Linked DNA regions of Larimichthys crocea: region 1 is linked to region 2. The links are chromatin contacts, called in public Hi-C maps. All regions are on one chromosome and are shown on one strand. Each heading gives the region's core, a stretch centred on a gene start, on an enhancer-like site or on the middle of the called end of the contact. The rest is flanking DNA. Distances are from core to core; before and after follow the strand shown.

Evidence for each region. Hi-C and Micro-C count contacts between places; a contact is called where the count stands out from the background.
Region 1: a contact with region 2 is called in a Hi-C map of muscle, with 5 times the contacts expected there. The contact joins the promoter of irx3a here to the promoter of irx5a in region 2. A contact is called at or near these places in 3 of 7 Hi-C or Micro-C datasets (all in muscle).

What each region holds. Positions count from the first base shown.
Region 1 is chrVIII:21,918,656-21,925,529 of L_crocea_2.0, forward strand. irx3a (iroquois homeobox 3a) reads left to right here and starts at 3,392. Exons shown (of 2, transcript XM_019261476.2): 1 at 3,392-3,953; 2 at 4,564-6,874. The coding sequence starts at 3,735. The coding sequence ends at 5,625.
Region 2 is chrVIII:21,729,741-21,736,245 of L_crocea_2.0, forward strand. irx5a (iroquois homeobox 5a) reads right to left here and starts at 4,445. Exons shown (of 3, transcript XM_019261480.2): 1 at 2,704-4,445; 2 at 1,395-1,800; 3 at 1-694. The coding sequence starts at 2,961. All of the region lies in intron 3 of LOC113746382 (a long non-coding RNA gene), which reads left to right.

The DNA of each region.
Region 1 (6,874 bases), core at 2,142-4,641, 190 kb after region 2:
CTGAGGATGCGAAATTCTCGTGAGTAACAAACTCTGCAAGCTACTGCATTTTGGTGAAGGTCCCCTTTCAAGAACTGCTTAATAAAATGAGAGCTGGTTTGCCAAGCAAGTCAAGAAATCCTAAATCTCTCTCTCTCTCTCTCTCTCTCTCTCTCTCTCTCTCTCTCTCTCTCTCCCACACACACACACACACACACACACACACACACACACACACACACACACACACACACACACACACACACATCAAACTACATCCAAGGGTCATTAATTGCGTTTTCTTTTTAAATCCTCATTCGTCACTGTAATTAACCGATGTTGATCAGCAAGGGCTCCCTTAAAATTGATTCCATGTGTGATAAGAGATGTGTTAGATTTTTTTCCTTCCTGTCACCGGGGCGTTATGGAAAAGATCCAAATGTGTAATTTCAAGTGCCTCTGTTTGAAGCCTTTGATCTCGCCTGTTTTGCAGAGCCTCGGCTCATCATTTGCGACGTGTCGCTGGTGCCCTGTGTATTGCATAAGGAACTACTGTTGAGCGATAGGCCGTGTATGTTTGCTTATGAGAATGTGAAATTGTGTCATCTGCATAATTACCGTCAAAGAGCTCTCTACAAAACAGCCCTCAAGTCACTCGTGTATGATTGCCCTCTTTTTTACAGCACCTACAAATTAAATTGGCTCCAACGTGCTCCCAGCATTCTTCCACAAGAATTAAGAAAACTAATTTAAAGTAGATGTAAGCGACTAATAATCATAATAATAATAATAATAATAATAATGGGATTTGTGACATTTAAATCAAATAAAATTACCAAGATTATTTCTCTGCGTCTACAGTTCTTTTGGTGTTTGTTGTGTTGAATGGCCTATCCCCGTGTGTGTGTGTGTGTGTGTGTGTGTGTGTGTGTGTACGGAAGTCAAGCAGAGGTTAGTTTACTGTTTACTGAGACTCTCTTTAGGAGAGAGGGGAGCGGCGTCTTAATGCTTTTATGGCTACGCCAGTTTCCCGGGTCGGTGTGAAAGTGTTAAGTTAGTGCGTGGTGCGTTTGATTGGAGGCAATAAATCAGACACAGCCCTTGGCGTGGGTGGAGTGAAGAGGGGGGGGGTGCACCTCCGAGCGACATGGTCCCGGGAATGAGACACGTGTCCATCCGGAGTCGGAGCGCTGCTTAGCGGACACCAGCAGGCAGACACCTCGCTGGACTTCTCAGATTTATACTCTCGTTTCTAACGTTTATTACGGCCCAGCCACGTTGTCTCTCTCTCTCTCTCTCTCTCTCTCTCTCTCTCTCTCTCTCTCTCTCACACACACACACACACACACACACACACACACACACACAGGCATGAACCATCTCTCTTTCTTCTCTCTCGTCTCTTCTCTTCTGAAACGTGATGTTTGGACGTGATATTCCCCCCACCTCTTCTTAAACGTCTCTTTCTTCTTTACACTTATTATGCTGCTGTGTATCTAAATGTCAAATACCATCCACTTATCTTTAACCACCCATCACTTCACTGTCTGGACCCTCTCAATTTGCAGGTCGATCTTATGAGTGTATGCGCGCGCACGAGTGTGTGTTAAGTGTGAGCGTGCTATTGACTGCTATGTAGTGATTACCATTCCGGTCGGATGGCACCAGCAAGCCGCTGTAATTAATAACCCCATAATCCGGGTTGGGGTGGATGTCGGCGAAGAACACACACAGATTCAGGACAGAGTTTTACAGAAACAAGGCGTATCCTTATGGCTAGCCCTATATAAGAAATTATAGCTGCTATTATCCCTCCCAGACAATGATAACTATCTGCTTCAAAAGAAGATTAAAGGTTTATACAAGTTCAGAGTTCCTGGAAAACCGGATCGCATTATCAAAACTAAACTGAGATTGATGAGATTCCATCTCGCTGTCAATAATACATTAAGACTTACCTTATTCTAATAAAGTGCGTCAAATCATAATTCAACCTCTGCGGTTGTTTTGCAAACGATTAACAAAACAGATGCTGGTACAAAATCGGGTTGAAATGCGATTAGGGTTGTCCCGTACACACTTTGATGTATTGATTCATGGAATTTCAATTCTGACTCTCTTGTTTTATTTTAATCCGTATTATTTACAAGAAACATCAGGTTGCATCAAAATTGTCAAAAGGATTTCTTAAAGTGCAGTCAGTCAGCCCGGATGATCGTTTTTTTTTTTTTTTTTTTTTTTTTTTTGTGGATTAAGAGACTTTATTTAAAATCACCAAATTGTTTGTTGACTTAATCTTTTCTTCAAGCGACCTGGTTATTTACTCTTATTGTATTATTTATTGTATTTTATTATTATTCATTATTATTATTAATGTATTAATATTATTATTATTATATTATGCTAGTAGTATTGTGGTTGTTTTAATAAAAGGAATGCATATGTATTGTTTTTTTTTATACATATATTTGTTGGTCTTCCTCTTGTTTATTCCCGGAATCAACATCCTCCCAGCCCAATCCACTAAAGTGTTTATTACTTATCATTGCTGGTACTTTACACTTAGTCTTCATTAACAGTGTAATGCGCCTATCATCAGCTGTCTCTTTGATGTCAAGTGGCTACATGCCACCCGTTTGATGTCTCAAATTAAAGAATGAAATGACTTCGATTCGGTTGCCACCAAGATCCCGTGACACCTCCAAACCGGTGTCAGAAAACACAGCTTGCACCAGTGATACAGCGATAAATAAAAAAGGTGTCTATAACCTGTGATCCAGGGTCATTACAAGACATGACCACCGTCAGGAGTTACAATCACATTAATTAATGAATGAATTATTTTCAGGTTTGTTTCTCATATATATACACACACACATATATATCCTACTGATACTGGAAAATAAGATGTTTTAAATATAGATGTGCATTCAGAAAGATGTGTGTAAACTATTTCCCATTAATAAAAAAAAAAAGAGAGAGAGAGGAAAACTGTCTGTCTTTAAATGGTCTTAAACTTAACCTTTACTTCCCGATTTAACTTTTTTAACCGATGTCCTCTTGTAGGTCAGTCTCCGAGTTTGCTTCGACAAAATGAAAGTTTCTTCTGTATTTGTGCAGCCTATTAAACTGCAGCCAAAAAAAAAAAAAAAGTTTATCAGTCACTGACACCAAAATGCTCACTGTTGTGCAAATGGCCGAAAAATGTGAATTAACACAAAAAAATATGGTGAGGACAGACGCGAATAAAACAACAAATGAAGTAGATTGGCGAGCCATAAAATGTGATTTGAAACCCCATTCAAATAAGAGCTCGCGACGTCAGTGTGCACTTATCCGAGAGAGAGAGAGAGAGAGAGAGAGAGAGAGAGAGAGAGAGACAAGGAGGGAGGGGGAGAGAGAGAGGCGGTTTGGTGTGTGGTGTATATGAGAGGGGTGAGATTTGAGAAATAGGAGGGGCTTCTAAACGACTAGAAATGTCAATCTGAGCAAGGGAGTCCCAATAATCTAAAGCAATCTGTAAGGACCTGACCTTAGTCCATCCAGATCAATAGGGAAGTGAGGGTGGAAAGAAGAAGAAGAGGAAGAAATAAGGGGCGCAACCGGATCGTTTACACTGGCTGTTCCCGAGGAAATATAGACTTCCCTTGCTTGCACCTTTTGTTGCTCACATGCTCACACTGTAAAAGTGGATATCGAGGCAATTCCCTTGCTTTGTGTGATTGCAGCAGACTTTTTCCCCTTTTCCTACCACCATGTCTTTCCCTCAACTGGGATATCAGTACATCCGACCGATATACCCGCCGGAGCGCCAGGGGATCGGCAGCAATGCCCGGTCCGGGACAGAGCTCAGTCCGTCCGGCGCACTCTCCAACGTCCTCTCCACTATGTATGGATCTCCTTTCGCCGCAGCAGCGCAGGGCTATGGAGCGTTTCTACCCTACTCAAACGATATATCAATTTTCAATCAATTGGTAAGTCACTCTGCTCTTTCTTAACTCATCCAGAACTTTTTATGTTACGCGTAAAATTAAAAGAAATAAACATCACGGGCCTTTTGGGGAGGTTTGTCGGCACTTTAAACTTTCAGAGCGCCGCGGTGAACTCGCTGAATCTTTGGTGAAATTGAGTTCAAAGTGGTTAAAAAGTAACACATTAGTAACAAACTGTACTTCGGGCTTATTGTTGGCACACAATTTCCCGAAACCCGTCGCAAAAGAGTTAATGCAATGATGCAATGCGCTGTGGGAGGTTTACATGAGGCTATAGGTGTGGAACAAAGTGTAGAAAAGTAAAGTCTTGTTCTCGGATGTGTTTCCGTTTAAACATATTTTAAACGCTTAATTTATTTCATTCAGATGTGAAGCTTGTGGAACTTAATTTATTATACAAGTTGTGAGAAAAATACATCAACCGTTTTGTTTGTTTACACTTTAATAATAACCTCAGTATTGTTTTATGACTGTGTTTCAACATACCATTCTGTTGGGTATGATTATATTTATCATGAAGAAGAAACACAAAGTATCTTGTGGAATTAATATTTTAAGTCTAATCTGACTCTTTGGTATTTTGTCTTTGCAGGGTGCTCAGTATGAACTGAAAGACAGTCCTGGTGTCCAGCACCCAGGGTTTGCCCATCATCACCCTGCTTTTTATCCATATGGCCAATATCAGTTCGGTGACCCGTCCAGACCCAAAAACGCCACCAGGGAGAGCACCAGCACCCTGAAGGCCTGGCTCAGTGAGCACCGCAAGAACCCCTACCCAACCAAGGGCGAGAAGATCATGCTGGCCATCATCACCAAAATGACCCTCACCCAGGTGTCCACCTGGTTCGCCAACGCCAGGAGGAGGCTAAAGAAGGAGAACAAGATGACCTGGGCCCCCCGAAACCGCACCGACGAAGAGGGAAATGTTTACTCCAGCGATCACGAGGGGGAGGAGGGGGACAAGAGGGAGGACGAGGAGGAGATCGACTTGGAGAACATCGACACGGAAAATATTGAGAACAAGGACGACTTGGACGACCAGGACGACCTGCATTCAGATATTAAACTAGACGGGAGGAGTGACTCTGAGATTTCTGACGGCTATGAGGATTTACAAGGGCCCGACCAGAGGTTTCTAAAGGCTGTGGGGAAAGAGGGCAAAGACGTGGAGAGAGGAGGAGAGCACTTCCACAGCCACCCTCACCACCATCATCACGCTTCTTTGGACACCAAAGCGTCCCAACCAAACGGTGAACAACTCAAACTGAACCCGGTGTCCGTTAGCTCACCGCCCTCAGAAAACAACCCAGCCCCAGCCCAAAAGCCAAAGATCTGGTCTTTGGCAGAGACAGCCACGGCCCCTGACAATCCGCGTAAATCGCCACAAATGAACGGCAGCAACTCCGCAGGGCCGGCCGCCCAGAACATAATCGCCCCTCACAGACTCATCTCTTCTTGTCCAGTTGGGAAAATCCAGAACTGGACGAACCGAGCCTTCTCGGCGCATCAGCTGGCTTTACTGAACTCAAATCATTATCTGGGACTGGCAAACCAGGCCACTGCCACCGGCCTGGCCCTCTACAGCAGCAGGCAAACGGAGGACAAGAGTCATAGTTCAGAGACTCCAGTCACAGGTACATGTCCCCGACACTGAGACGCGCATGTATAAATAACCACAAAAACAAAGACACTAGTCCATTGCCCGTCATTCATTTCTATTATTTTAGACCTCCTTTCGTCTTCTTTGCCTGTTCATGGATTATTTTTTTTCTCTCTAGGCCACACAGACAAACAGTGTTACAACGTTATAGCTTACGGAATACAGTGTGTGAGATGCGTGTGCGCGCGCGCGTGTGTGTGAAAACCTCATCAGAAAGCATTTAAGAAAAAAAAACAAAAAGGTGAAATATTGAATTGGGTGAAAACTGTTCTTAATTTTTGCGCCCCTTCCTTCCTTCCTTTCTTTGGTATTGTTACATTCAGAAGGTAACAAGGCCCACGTGTTTGTATTCAGTGGTTTGCATACAGTAAATCCCTTAACCCATTAAACCAACTATCATTTTCAACACTAAACTCACTGAAAGCCAGGATGGGCTCTGATTACAGGCAGTTCGATGAATACATTTTTAATTTTCATTGCCACAAATTTCAGAGAGATATAGTGCCTTGGATGCAGTTGATAAAAAAAAAAAAGTTGATAAAAACAGCTTTCCACCCAGTTCAAAGACAGAGAGGCTGTCAGTTAATGACATCTGGGAATTTTGTTTAATGCCATATCACATTTTCTTTTTTAAACGCCATATTTACCCAAATTAGCTTTTTATTCTAAGATGTGTTTTATCCCTGTGTGTGCGCTTGTGTTATTTCGTCAAGGCCTATGTTACACTTACTTGTTTGGTCATGCAAATGAGCTCAATGCAAATTCACTACAGGCTCGTTTTTGAAAGGCAATTGTCACTTTTATATCATTGTGTTTTAGCTCTTCATGAGGCTATTATTGGTGGGGGTTTTTTGTTTTGTTTTTTGTTTGTTTTGTTTTTTGTTTGTTTTGTTTTTTTAAGATCACTAGATTATTATTTTTTTTCTTTTACCCCTGTGTATTTCAGGCCTCAGAACCAACTAGAAGCAGCGATGGTTCTTTCGGCTCGCTCCTCCTCATAACCTCTCACCCATCCTCTGTTTTCCTTTTCTTTTAATTTGAATATGGAATGTAAAATAAGAATAATACATCTCTGTATACTTACATTGTAAGCATGTCCTGTGTAAAACTGCTAATGTAATAATGTATGAACCTGTAGTCTGTGAGTTTTTTCTTTTCTTTTCTTTTTGTAAGTTCTGTGAGGATTTGATGTTCAAATGTTTTGTATATAAAGTTAAGAATATGTACATACTTGTGAACCAAA
Region 2 (6,505 bases), core at 3,195-5,694:
CCTTTCTTTAGTTCATAAGGGGAGTCTTTACAAAGATCTACCTGCGTTTGGCCTCTGACTTTCTGGCTCTCCCTTACCAAAGCCTCTGCTCTATTTAACACAGTCTGGTTTAATCCATTGAAATGTGCCGTGGAGCCCGTGGTTACCGAGCCGTGGTTACTGTGAAGATGTCCAAAACTGCTACCATAGTTCGTGTAGCCGGGGTAGAAAGGGGAGGTGTAGTACAGAGGCCTGGATAGGACCGTGCTGTTGGGAAGCGGGCACTGAGGGGAGGACCGTGATGGAGACGCGTTGGTGCCCATTACTGCGCTCTGACCCAAACCAGGGCAAGACTGTGTCGCATCGCTGCTGCCCTTACACCTGTCTGAAGACGTGGCGATCTCCGCAAGGGACCAGAGTTTGGGTTTAGGGGCCGAAGGGGGTGAGTGGATAACAGAGGTCACGTTGCTGGTCACCGTACCCGGTGCATGGCTCAAATCTGACGGCTTGTCTTGTTGCGCAACGGTCTGGTTCCCCCGGGGCACCGCCGAGGGAGACGAAGTGGTGGGTTTCGCGGAATCCGGCAGCAACTCTGTAGTCCGCTCCTCCTGGTCTTTTAACTCCGAGTCGCTCAGAAGGGGATCTGTGTCTTTGCCATGGTTCTCCTCTTTAAATCTGTCACAGCCTATGTCCCCTGGGTTCAGCAGTTTATGATCTAAAGCACAAATAAAGAACAGAATTACTGCCAAATAAGCGTAACATTAAAATGATGGTAAAGCTGTAACATATGGTCTAAGTGATCCTGAGGCAAACGATGCAAAGTGAAATGGGATACATAAAAATAATTAGTCTACTTATGCACGTGTCCTCAAGAAACAGTTATTATTTGTGTCCTATAAATTGCCCTCATAAAGACGTGTGCCAGCCTAAAAAAGGTGAATGAACTCTCCACAATGCTGAAGGAGCACAGAGACGAACAATGTGGTGCAAATCTCACAGTCCTACGTTGGCCATTTACATTTCCAAATATATTTTCGGATTAAACATTATCGCGTCATATCAATAGTTATGGTAATAAACACTCAGCAGCCGTTCAAAACTGATATAATTATCATACAAAGGCAATATTTTTAGCCGAATACCCGGCGCAATACACCAGCTGTATCCTTATTATGCACTTAAAGATAAATTGACTGCTAAACACTTTGCGTCACCAGCAATTTCAGCCCCTGAGAAGTCAAACGAGGGGAGTTCAAGGTGATTATTATTTAAAGCAATTGTCCCATTATAAATAATATACCACCATTAACCAGCAATCAATTTTGCACCCTGAGTGGAAACGACTGCGATGAAAAATTGATGATTTTTTTTTTTTTTTTTTGCCTTTTTTTCCCCCTCCCCTATGCACCACCGACCTGCTTCTGTGTCTGTAGAGTCCCCCTTGTCTGTGGGCTTGTTTGGCTCGTCGTCGTCGTTTTTCTCCAAATCAATATTCTCGTCCTCTTCCTCGTCCTCGCTCCGGTTCCGGGGGGTCCAGGTCATCTTGTTCTCCTTCTTTAGCCTCCTCCTGGCGTTGGCGAACCAGGTGGACACCTGGGTGAGGGTCATTTTAGTGATGATGGCCAGCATGATCTTCTCGCCCTTGGTGGGATATGGATTTTTACGGTGCTCGTTGAGCCAGGCCTTCAGGGTGGCAGTGGCGTCCCGGGTTGCGTTTTTACGGTATGCTGGGTCACCATAAGGGTAGGTGCCCAAGGGTGCTGCGTAAGGGTGGTATCCTATTGAGCCGGCCATACCCGTAGTGTGATCATAGGGAGAACTCTGTGATAAAAATAATAATAATAAAAATATATATCATAATGGAAAAAGTGTCTAAAAGTTCTGTCAGTCATTTACTAAACTGTCTGAAAATGGTTAGAAGGACTCACGGCACACAAACATACGCGCACACGCATTGACATGCGCGCGCACAGAGACCAAGACACACGCACGCACACGCACACACACTGTCTTTAATCCAGTAGTTCAAGTTTGAGCTTAATGTTTATGGACTGTGTTGGGATTTGATTGTGTTTTTGAAATGTGATGTCTGTTTCTCTGCATTTTGATTATTATTCCAGTGATGTCATCATGCAGTGTCTATTATTGTCTCCATATAAATAGTACTTTTTTTATTTTTTAATAATTCTGATAACATATTGACATTAGGCATGATAGGCCTATCGTTTAGTTCCTTTGCCTGCTCTTCTGCGTTCAGTTTTTGTCTTAACAGGGCCTATGGCCGTGAGATCACTCACTGAGAATCCAGCAAAAGTCAAACACAGATTTCCTCTGTCTCCAGTCAAAAGCTGCATTATTTAAGTTTTGCAACTTGCACAGCTATTGTGATGATAGGAAACGAAACAGTGACCTAAATTGCCATCACACGGCGCGTTGCAGTCAGTCATGACCGGAGAGGCTTCGACCAGGCATTGCCCACTCCTTCACATAAAAACTACAATTTGCTGGAGAACCATATAATAGCACAGCACTCAGTTAAATTAGTTCTGTTTACTCAACAGCATGTTTTCTGGACCTGACATTCTGTAATATTATATCCATGCACTCTTCGGTGACGCACATTTCCTTTCTTAATCGCTTGGCTCCGAATGCAGAGCGGACACTTAAGACTTCTATAACGAGTTAATATCATCGCTTTTACTTCCTATTAGATGGAATAATCACCTTTAGTTTACTCACCACGTACGAGGTGAATGTGGCAGCTGCCGCCGCGTCTGCACTGTACGGTAAGTGGGAGTTGTAGCCTGGCGAGGCGCTGGTGAACGCAGTAGATCCGGCATAGGGCGCAAAAGCAGATCCCGAAGAGGATCTCCCAAGTTCCTCGGTTCTGGGTCCCGATATAACGCTGGTGCTGTACGCAGGGCACGAATACAGGGCTAGAGAAGCGGACGGCTGGTACAAGTAGCCCTGAGGATACGCCATGCTGGAGCCCGGAGAGTGTAAGCCACTTAACTTGCGCACTTTCCCCTCTTTATTTTCTCATGCGCTGCTGTCGGAGCGCATAGAGCCGTGTGTCTGCAGACCCGCTGTCTGTCCCCCCCCCTCCTCCTTCTAAATGACAATGGTGAAGGCAAAAAGTAAAAGTGATTAAATAAAGAGAGGTTTAGATGTTGGGTGGATTATTTTGGTCGTTGCCAGCCAGTCAGCCACTGCCCGTCGGATGTTTTGTCTGGTTTTGGTTTTCTGTTCTGTTCTTGCTCCCTTATCTGAGTTGCACCGTCGCTCTCATGCCCGCGCAGAAGTTTTTTTTTACCCGTCGAACGGGGGCTTTGCTTGGGAAAATGTCCTGCCAAGATGCTAAGTTGAAAAATTGAGGATCCCGACGCCTACTACGCTCCTCCTCTCGGGGTGTAGTCGCCGAAGGAAAAGGCAAGCTTATGCTGGGTAACCACAGCCCTGCCCAAATCCATGCTCTCTCTCTCTCTCTCTCTCTCTCTCTCCCCCTCTCTCTCTCCCTCTCGCTCTCTCTGTTTCTTCCTCACCCCCTCCCTCTCGCGTTAACTAACAATCCTTCTCATTCTCTATTTCTCTATTTTTTTCCCTCTTTAACAAGGCTCGTTGCAGTAAGTCTCAAGTGCGCCTGGCAGCCCCCCTTTGGATGGCGACATCATGCGAGTCTGTCAACTCCCAACTCGCTTCTTTCTCTTTTTTCTCCTTTTCTTTCTTTCTTTCTTTCTCTCTCTTTTTTTTTGAACCAAATACGAAGCCGTCACTTTCACACTTGATCAATAACAAATCGGCTGTTGCATGCCAGGATGTGGGCTTGCAAGATACCGGCAGGAATTAAACAGACGCTCCACTGCTGTGCTCTCTCTCTCTTTTTTGTTGTTATTCTTTTTTTTTGTTTTTTTTTTCCATTTTGTGCGTAAAAAAAGAAAAAAAAGTCGTCATTTTAAAGTGTGTGCGTTAAATCAACAGAATGATGCTCCGTGATCTCCGTGCGCCTTTGCGTTAAAATCCGCAGTGGGAGTTTCAAATGGATTATTATGCACGTCGACTTTCTAACGCCAGATGAATATTGCATTGGTAAGATTTATGACAACTGGAAAGTCAAAGTAAGATGGCGCAAACAGTCGGCTGAACAACTCTATCAGAATAGTTGTGTGTGTGTGTGTGTAAACAAACTTTTGCCTTATCGACATTCATATTTCGGGATTGTTGAAGTGTGTTCTGTGTGCGCCGCCACTTGTGTCCGAAAGGTTCATTGTGGCGACGGCTAAATAGTTTGCTGCAATAAATCAGAGATACACACTCAGTGAAAGTCATAAACTCTCAAGACAGGACAGATTAGTGCCAACCACACCAAACCCACCTGGACCAGTGGATGTGATCTGGTTTGATCACAGTCTTGAAATACAGGATATCTTAAATTAATTAAAATGCCACTGCAATTACTTTTTAAAAAATATATTTAACTGACATTAGACACCTGCCGAATCCTCTCGGATAATTGTCATTATTATTGTTGTTATTTCAGATAAATGTTCTAGAAATAATTTATAGGGCTTCCGTAATTTAATTTAGCCGCTTTAAAATTTTAAGCAGTCTGTTCTAAATATTACTGACTGCGTTTCAAACAGCTACTAGCCATTTTCATTCTGGTGATTGACTTTCCAGTTCAAGTCTCAGATAAGCCGAAAGGGATCGCTGTAGGCGCTGCTAAAGAGTGTGTGCACACACTGTCACGTGTTTTTTTTTTTGTTTTTTTTTTTTTTTACGCTCTGAAAACCTCTAGAGAGCAAAGAATGATGACGCTGGTACAGTGGGAGCCGACGCAGACTTAAAAAAAAAAGAAAGAAGAAGAGAGTGAGAGAGAGAGAGGAAATAAAGAGAGAAGGATGGATACACAAAGCGACCCTACAGTATAGTCTAATCAGATGACAGTGATACGATGAGACCTAGTTTCACAGCCTCCTGTAGTGTGCAGACAATCAACTAATTGCCGGAACTTTTCTCATAACAACAGCTACAAGAAGAACCAATTGAAACCGTTGATACCGGCAATTATCATTCTTACTTATGTTAAAGCTGTGGGGAAAAAAAAAATAGAGTCATTATTAGACACGGGTGTATTCCGCTTATAATGAAATCATTGTCCGTCATGTATATATCCCGAGATATAAAAGAACACTTCCACATTTTAGCACACTTTGTGCCATGTGAGCGGTTCAAGAATTAGTTGACAATATGCGTTTGATTTTATTATTTATCCATCCGACGAAGTTTTCTAGAGGAGACAGCCTGTGTCATGTGTCCTCCTTAATGCGTTTTGGTTTTCTGAAGTAGGAGGAGGACCCATAATTTGAGATCACGGAGACTATAATAGGAGTAGGTTATGGCAACTGCTTCCACCTCTCAGCACTGCACTGATAAAGGAGGAGGTGTAGGTGAGTATAGTTTTGGTCATTTGCGTTTTTATTTTATTTATTTTTTTTAGATTTGGAAAAAGATGCGTCTCAGTTTTTAGATGCGTAAAAAAAAAAAGTGGACTCTTCTCACGCAATGTGCGGGTCCAAATCTAAATCTTTATGTGTTGTTTTTGACAGCCTCTAACTTCATCGCTTGCTCTTCGGGTATTCTTCTGTTTTGTTTTTTTGTTTTCTTTTATCTACTTTTTTCTCTCCCCCCTTTAGAGAACGAGGTCGGTATTGACGCATGAAAACGGCTTTACGTGGCAAAGAAGAAGTGAATGAAAGATGATGCATGTCATTTAAAATGCCTGAGGGAGCAAGTGTAATCTAAATTGGATATAGAGGGTATTATTACACAACATTATGCGTTGTGGCGGACTAATTGCGTGGCTGGGTGAGTTAAACAGTCAGTTAATGTCGAGTGGCGGACAGGTTTCTGGAGCGCACAAGGTCAGCTGTACTGCTCCCAAGCCTTTAGTGGTATACAGAAAAAAAAAATGCTTGAAGTATTCATGGGATTTTTAACCATTCTAAATCTGTGTCCTAAACCGATTAGTTGACACCAATTTTTCTTTGATGTATTAGCTGAGGGCTTTTGCCACTTGGAAGCCAATTGAAATTCAAAACAGTTTTCGCTCCAAATGCTTTGGGGAGATCTGCTGCAAATAATGGATGTAATTTATTTTTGACCTTGCATTTTTTTTTTTTTGAAGAGGGGGTTTATTAAATGATTAAACATATGTGCACTATGCTGCTTGACTAAACAACTGGCATCCTATACATGCGACAATTAGCTATTATTATGAAAATACAGCAATAATTTTGCCTGTTTCTATTTAGGCATTTAAAAAATGGGAAAGACTTGACTTTGGTTGTTACTTCAGTTTTGTCTGTTTGTCATTTTTAGTTACTCTTACAAAGTTGTTGTTTTATTATTTTCCAGATGTATTAAAAATAATAATTCACTGTTTGTTTGTCTTTGTTTTGAATTTGTTCAGATCCATGTTGAGGAAGTCTCATGTCACCAAGCAGTCAGTGAAATACACCCCTCCCAA